Regions from separate parts of the Anser cygnoides genome. Here region 2 is linked to region 1. Evidence: chromatin contacts called from public Hi-C data. All regions are on one chromosome and are shown on one strand. Each heading gives the region's core, a stretch centred on a gene start, on an enhancer-like site or on the middle of the called end of the contact. The rest is flanking DNA. Distances are from core to core; before and after follow the strand shown.

What was found. Hi-C and Micro-C count contacts between places; a contact is called where the count stands out from the background.
Region 2: a contact with region 1 is called in a Hi-C map of liver, with 3 times the contacts expected there. The contact joins the promoter of HPGD here to the enhancer-like site in region 1. A contact is called at or near these places in 2 of 7 Hi-C or Micro-C datasets (both in liver).

Annotation. Positions count from the first base shown.
Region 1 is chr4:55,428,861-55,432,535 of Taihu_goose_T2T_genome, reverse strand. No RefSeq gene overlaps it. Among named protein-coding and RNA genes, the nearest start is that of HPGD, 37 kb to the left of the region's middle. Within about 2 kb of position 1,410, at least 2 of the 3 cell types and tissues checked have open chromatin away from gene starts, as enhancers often do. A contact at or near this core is called in liver, where this site is marked.
Region 2 is chr4:55,466,141-55,469,878 of Taihu_goose_T2T_genome, reverse strand. It overlaps HPGD (15-hydroxyprostaglandin dehydrogenase), which reads left to right and starts at 1,840. Exons shown (of 7, transcript XM_066996172.1): 1 at 1,840-2,132; 2 at 2,239-2,362. The coding sequence starts at 2,040. It overlaps LOC106041768 (a long non-coding RNA gene), which reads right to left and starts at 1,816. Exons shown (of 7, transcript XR_007159981.2): 1 at 1,117-1,816.

The DNA of each region.
Region 1 (3,675 bases), core at 161-2,660:
TGCTTCCTCTAATGTCGAGAAAATGTTTAGACTTTTTCAACCTTCAGCTTTTAGTCTAAGAGATAGCACTTTGGTTTTGGACCATTAGGCTTTCTAGTCAACAGCTGTTATTTTTCCCTCCTAAAACAGAGGTTTGTTTAGTGGAACAACCAACTTTTATCAGTTTGGTAACTCTGCTATCATTTTTAGGTGGTATAATACAATCCAATTTCATATCTGATTTTAAAGCTTGTCAGAGCTTGTTTAGCTGTTCCTATTTATCTTTCTCTGGAAAAGAAAGGAAATGTTTTGTTTGCTTTCTTGTCTCATTCTGCCTTTGAGGATTCCAATGGGTCAGGTTGAAATCCAGAATATTAATTACCTTGCATACCATTACATCAACACGATCTGGAGGAAACAGATTTTTCTTGGTTTCCTGTTCTAAACTGATGCAGGTTCGGGTCAGACAGAAAATTTGATAGCTGAGGACTGGGGCCTCTCTAAATGCAGTTCATTCTTCCTTACCTCATACAATATTGATTTCATGTTATGTTAGTGTCAGGCCAAAGTTAAATTATTATTTTTCATATTTGACCTATCCACACCTAGAACTTTGTGTTTCTACACTTTGAGAGAAGGTTGTCTGATGGTCAAGGATGAAAATATGAAATAGAGGTAGCCATTAAGAAAAGAAAACTGTAGACGTTGGGGTCACGTTGGTGGAAACTGAACCTGAAGGTTCTCCCCATATTTAGAGTCAGACAGGTATTGAGTTAGTTTCAATGCATTCTGGAGAAACATGTTTACCAGATGACTAAATAGAGAACAATTTGAGGACCAGTATTTTGAGACCAGTCCAGAGCCTGAAATAAAGTGTCAAAATTCTTATGGAGAAAGAATATGAACCAGTCCCAGTGAAGAGTATAGCAGGAAAGGGGAGACACAAGATTCCACCCAAGCTACAGGAAAGCCTCATCAGAGACATCTTGTCTGGGTCCGAGTACTCTATGATTTTCTACACATTTCTTACTCTTTTAACATCCTCTGAATCAGCATGGTGCTTCTGAAGTTATTCATTGCACAAGACTGTTGCATAACACAACTACCCTGAACTCTAATCTGTTGACAAATTACTCATGACAGATGGTGGCAAGCAATGGCATAAAGACCCACTGTACAGTGGACAGCTAGGAATTTGCTTGCTAAAGGAAAAGACAGTTCTAGGCTTTGGGTCAGAAGGAAGAGAAAGGCAAAATCCATTTTTGGATGTTCTCGGTTTATATTGCAATTACTGAGTGTGGCTGCAAAGTTCCACTTCCTACGTAAGTGTAGTAGGTTTACATGGCAAGGTTTTGGTAGCAGGGGGCCATAGGGGTGGCTTATGTGAGAAGGATCTAGAAGCTGCCCCATGTTTGGTAAGGGCCCTATTGCTGATCAGAGCTGAGCCAATAAGTGATGTTGTTTTGCGCCTCTGTGAGAGCATATTTAAGACAGGGGAAAAAAACCGCTGTGCCACACAGCAGCTGGGAGAGTGAGAGGAGTGAGGAACAGCCTTGCAAGCGCCAAGGTCAGTGAAGAAAGAGGGGGAGAGGTGTTCCAGGAGCCGGAGCAGAGGTCCCCTGCGGCCTGTGGTGAGGACCATGGTGAAGCAGGCTGTCCCCCTGCAGCCCATGGAGTACCGCGGTGGAGCAGGGTTCCACACTGCAGCCCGTGGAGGAGACCACGGTGGAGCAGGTGGACCTGCACCGATGGAGACTGCAGTCTGTGGAAGAACCCCGCCGGAGCAGATTCTGGGCCAGACACGTAGCCCGTGGAGAGGAGACCACGCAGGAGCAGGTGACCTGGCAGGAGCTGCTGCCTGTGGGGGATCCAGGTTGGAGCAGTTTGCTCCTGAGGGATGGACCCCGTGGTACGGACCCATATCTGGAGCAGTTCTTGAAGAGCTGCTGCCTGTGGGAAGCCCATGCCGGATCAGTTCAGCAAGGCCTGCATCCCGTGGGAGGGACCCCACAGCACAGGGGACAAGAGTGACTGAGAAGGAGCGGCGGCGAAGAAGCACTATAGACTGACCATAACCCCCATTCCTCCGTTCCCCTGCGCCGCTTGGGGGGGGAGGTGGAAGAGGGTAGATGGGGGGGAAAGGTGTTTTTGGTTTCTTTCCTTTGTTTCTCACTTCTCCAGCTTGTTAGTAATAGGTAATAAATCTTACTATCTCCCTACGCTGAGTCTGTTTTGCCTGTCACGATAATTACTGTGCAATCTCCCTTTCCTTATCTCAACCCTTGAGCCCTTTTCATTGTATTTTCTCCCCGTTCCTCTTTGAGGAGGGGGAGTGAGAGAGCAGTTGTGGTGGAGCTTGGCCACGCACCTGAGTAAAACCACCACAGTAAGATGCAGAGGTTTAGAAATTACACATGGAAGAACAGGCTTCGTGTTTTTATCTCATACCAAGCAATTGATAACAACAGTGCTAACTGCAAAGTAAGAGGGGAAAAAAATACAAAAAGCAGAAAAAAACAATACCAGCTATGAGGTTGGCCACTAACTGAAACGTTCTGCTTCCATATGCACATCCTGCTGTGCTGGGGAAGGAAGGGAAAATACTGTTTATGGCAGAAAAACAAACAAACAAAAAAACAGTTTTTCTAGCAGATGTCAGAATGTCAGAAGCAATGATGACATTGTGCATGAGTTACCTTCTGAAGTGGTACCCTTGACAGAGAGAAAGCATATCTAAATCAGGCTGAGAAAGAGAAAGGCTTTTCTTCTAAGCTGCCCTGGGGACAGCTGTGTAAAAGGCAGTATCAAAGGGCTTTGTAGACCCTTGTACTGCACTAAGGAAACTCCAGATTTGACAGACAGGAGTGGAGTAGAATAATCTGAATGTCTATATATCCCTCTAAGGGGTCTGCCCAAGAGGAGATCTGGGGACACTACCGTATCTGCCTCCCTCCCATTTCCTTGGCCTATGCACTGGCAGGAACTGATCAGCAGATCTGCAACAAGTGCATCCCTTGGCTGACACCTCTGGTCCTGATTCTGCAACCTGGAAATCATGGACAAAGCATCACTGCAAGCTTACAATGAAAGCTGGCAAGAAGGCCTGAAAGACACTTGCACTCATAGGTCCCTGCTGCAGCACAGAGTCATATTTGGCTGTGCAATGGCAGACAGTTTTCAAGATTGTAAACACATTAACTGGGATTACTTTTAGAAAGGAAGGCTTCCTCACATAAAAAGATCAAATTGTTAATTATTAAAATATCTTCATACTTCTAACTTCCCTGTAATCTCTTATTTCTCTGAAGACATTGTTGGCTGTGCTAGTATCACATTCAAAAGGCTTAATATTTTACCAAGGTAAAAAGTGAAAGTTTCATTTTATCCAAATGATAAAAATTGCTTTACATAAAAATGTTATTGTCAATGATAAACGTAATCTTAATATTATTTTTTGGTCTATTTTTGAGTAGGAGTATTAGATGGACTTCTATTGTTTTTCTTGACAGGTAGGAAAGCTCAGACAAAATACTTCCTTTTCCAAAGATAATGTAGAATCATAAAATCATTTAGGTTGGAAAAGACCCAAAAGATCATCAAGGCCTGTTACATCACAGAAAATAGCTCCAGTATTACCAACGTGAGCTTATATCATTTACTGTCAAAAATCTCATGATGAGTTTGAAAGTAAAACTC
Region 2 (3,738 bases), core at 591-3,090, 37 kb before region 1:
GTTAGTATATTACAATACTTCAATTTCTGTAACTTCAACCTACCATGTCCAGGATTATATTCAGCCAAGCTGACTGCTAGAACACAGACTTGTAAGATTTGTTTAACGCAGAGTGTGTGCACTCAAATCTTAAAGCATTCCAGTGTCACTGAAGAGTCCAATTTGTTCTCAATTTGTTCAACAATTTAGAAAAGAGCCGCCAAAGGTCATACTGACTACAATGATTTGACAACACAAAGGCTTTTTTTATTGATCTTTTCCTTTGCGTAGCACTTTAAAAAAATATTGATACGCAGTGAAAATAAAGACCATGATGGATGTTGATTGTGACTTGGCCAAAGGTTGAGGAAGGGGAGAAGTTATCGGGGTTGCGCTGAGGGTGAAAGACTCCACTATAATGTTATTGTTTGGTCCCTGTGTGGTAACACTGTTCTCATGATGTGCCTTTGACTGGGCACTGTACTTGCCTCTCAGCAGATTAGGGAAGCTGGCTCAGCTGGTTGGGAAAGACTTCATTAGGCATGGCAGTTTAGGTGGCACAAATTTCACAGCTCCAAAGCAATCTGGAGTCCTCCCAGAAATACAGGTATCATAGTCAAACAAATCACTAATCCCAGAGACCAGCTCCGACTGCTTTTCTGAAGTACTGTGAATCATGATCTTTAGGAAAACTAGATGGCTGCTGTCCAATTTTGCAGCTGGATTATATTAGTTCACATTTTTAAGGACAAAGGTTATAATAACAAGTTCTTGTGTTACTCAATTTACTCAATTAGGTAACATAGTTACCTTAATAGTTCTGTAACAGTTTGCTGGTGTTAGGTGTAATATAATTTGTTTCTTCTAGGGGAAAAAATGAATTGAATTAAGGGTGTTACATATATGAAGGCAGCATAGGAGAAAACAGGCAGCTGGGAGGAGAAACCAAACAGGTGTACTGTTGCTGTCGCTGAGAAGCAAGGAAACACTGCAACAGACAGTAATGACAGAGATGAAGTCTGAGTCAGAGTACCTTTGGGCCTCGAAAGCACAAGCAAAAAGTTTAAACGTGATACACCAGGCAAAAGAAAACAGAGCACCCCAAAGAAAAGCGTGTTGTAATACACAGATGCATACCTGGCATATGTACGTTTACGGCGCTTAAGGCTGGAGCGATGGATTTTCCCATCTGCCCAACACTCCACCGCAGTGGGTTTCCTGTGGGATAACATTTGTGAGCCTCCAGTGAAATATTAACGAACAAGAAACTTGATTTCAGCTTTTTGATCTATAAGACTGCTCTTATTTCTAACGCACGGTGATATATGTTACTTGGTCTTGATACATTCGCTTTTAATCAAACGTAATTTGCGCTCTGTAGGGGGATATTCGGCTTGCAAGCTGTAAAAGTGGTTAACCATTTCTGGAAGCACAAGCCGCGTTACACACAGACCCGAGCGTTTCTCGAAAGCAGTTATCTCCATGTGCCCGCCGTTCGCCCCGTTTAATGACCGCTTCTTCGCTATTCCCGGCTGTGAGGAAAGGACAAGCACCCTGTGCCTGTTTGCTTTTCGGGACCGGCTTCCTTCCCCCTGCTGCTCTCCGCCTGGCCCACCCGCAGGGCTCTCAGCCTCGGCCGGCTGCCGGGAGCCCTCTCGGAGCCCGCAGCCTCCTCTCAGCCCATCCGCGGCGGGCCGGGGGCTCTGCCCCAGCTCTGGCTGCCCCGGGGCCGGCAGGGGGAGCCGGGGGGGCTCTTGGCCGGCCCCCGCTGCTTAGTTCTTGTCCTGGAGAGCGAGTTAGCAGGGACCGAGCTGCTCCGCCCCCACTCCCCCCGGCCCCGGGCGGCTCGGGGCCGTACGCGAGGGGAGCGGGGGGGAATGGGCCGCAGCGGCACCGCCGGGGGGAGGAGGAGAAGAGCGAGGAGGAGGAGAAGGAGGAGGGCAGGAGGGAGGGAGCGAAGGAGGGAGGAAACTTGGGGCAGGTGACACGGCGCTAGGTTCCTCCGGCGGGGCGGGAGAAGCCTCCTGTGCGCCGGCCGGGAGGGACGGGCCGGCAGCGCCATGCACGTCAATGGCAAGGTGGCGCTGGTCACCGGCGGGGCGCAGGGCATCGGCAGGGCGTTCGTCCAGGCGCTGCTGGGCAAGGGAGCCAAGGTAAGCCCCGGGCAGCGCCCCCGTCACGGGCACCGGCAGCCCCCGAGCCTCGGCGGGGCTCCCCTCAGCCCCGCTCCTTCCCTTCCCTCCCTCCGTCCCCGGGCAGGTAGCGCTGCTGGACCGCAACCTCGAGGCCGGGCAGGAGAGCAAGGAGGCCCTGGACGAGCAGTTCGAGGCGCAGAGAACGGTGTTCATCCAGTGCGACGTTACGGACCCCGAGCAGCTGAAAGGTAAAGGGCCAAGCGTCAGCGCTGCGCTCCGGCTCAGCGCGCCGAGGGAGCCCGGGCTGCTGCACCTATAGGTGCGCAATTATGGGTGCTGCAGGACAGCCTACTCCCAATCGCTCCTGACAGTGACTCAAAAAGGATTTGTTTCTGAACCTGCAGATGTGAAATATGACTGCCAGCGCGCGCGTATTTCACTGTGTTACTTGGCACATCGTAAAGAAAAGCCAGAGAAATCATTTCCATTGAGCACTGTGTGACATTTTTGCATGAAAGCCTCTGCAGAAGATAGTTGTTATTTTATGAGTAATATACATAAACTTTAAAGCACGGACTTGCTTTTTATGAGGCTTCAGTACAGACTCCAAGCTGCATTCTCTCATCACAGGAGTAATAAATCTCCTCCAGGTTGCAGTGCTCTTTCTGTACAGCATGCTTGCCTTCAACGTCTGCTGCTGTGCCGAAAGAACAGTTGGCAGTAGATGGCACGCTGCTTTAGTGTGGGGTTGGATAAGGATCGATAAAGTTTTGCATATGTTTTGCAGATGCAGGGCATGGCAAGGAGCTTCCTTCACATGTGATTGCCATTCATGTTCTCAGTGAATAAATCCTGCTCCTCACTGACATCTTGGAATAGTTTGTAATTTTGACATACCCTTCACAACATCTCATAGTCACCACAACACTTCATTAAAGTTTCATTCTTAGGTTACATTCACAGGTAGTGAGTCACTTTCAAATTTTGACATAGCTGTTGTTAGTACCCTTTCCCCAGATTCATTTGTCAGGCTAGATGCGAGTGTTGTTAGTTCTACTTGCACTACACTTCACTCGCTGCTTTCTCAACGGTAGTGACGAAGCATATCCATTCCTCTTTCACAAAGCATTGCGGATAGTCCGGAACTCAGCAATATTGTTCCCAGCTCCAAGCTAGCGTGATTATGCCTAATTCCAGTGTTTTGCATGGGAGATACTGGACTTTAAACGTGAGATCTGCTCTGATCAGCAAACTTTTTTGTTTGTTTATCAGCTAGGTTCATTACTAACTTTTTCTTCAAGTGGGAGGAGTAACTCAGGAGCAAAAATAAGCATCTTAGGGGTAGGAATAGCATGTGCTGCAGTATGGCTGTTACCCCAGCATGCTTTCTCTCTCCCACTTCCCACATTTCCTCCTCATTTTAGTGCCAGGCTAGTGCAGGGCCTAAGGGCTGAGCCCTGGGAACTGGAGGGAGAAGGATGGGTCAGTGGGGGAGGATTTGCAACTAAGTTATCAGGAAAAGAATGATCAGAATAAGACTGGAGTGATGGCAAGGAGCAAGAGCAAGAAGCTGCTTATGCTTCTCTGATATTGCATTTTTCCCGTTGCAGGTTGCTTAGCAGAA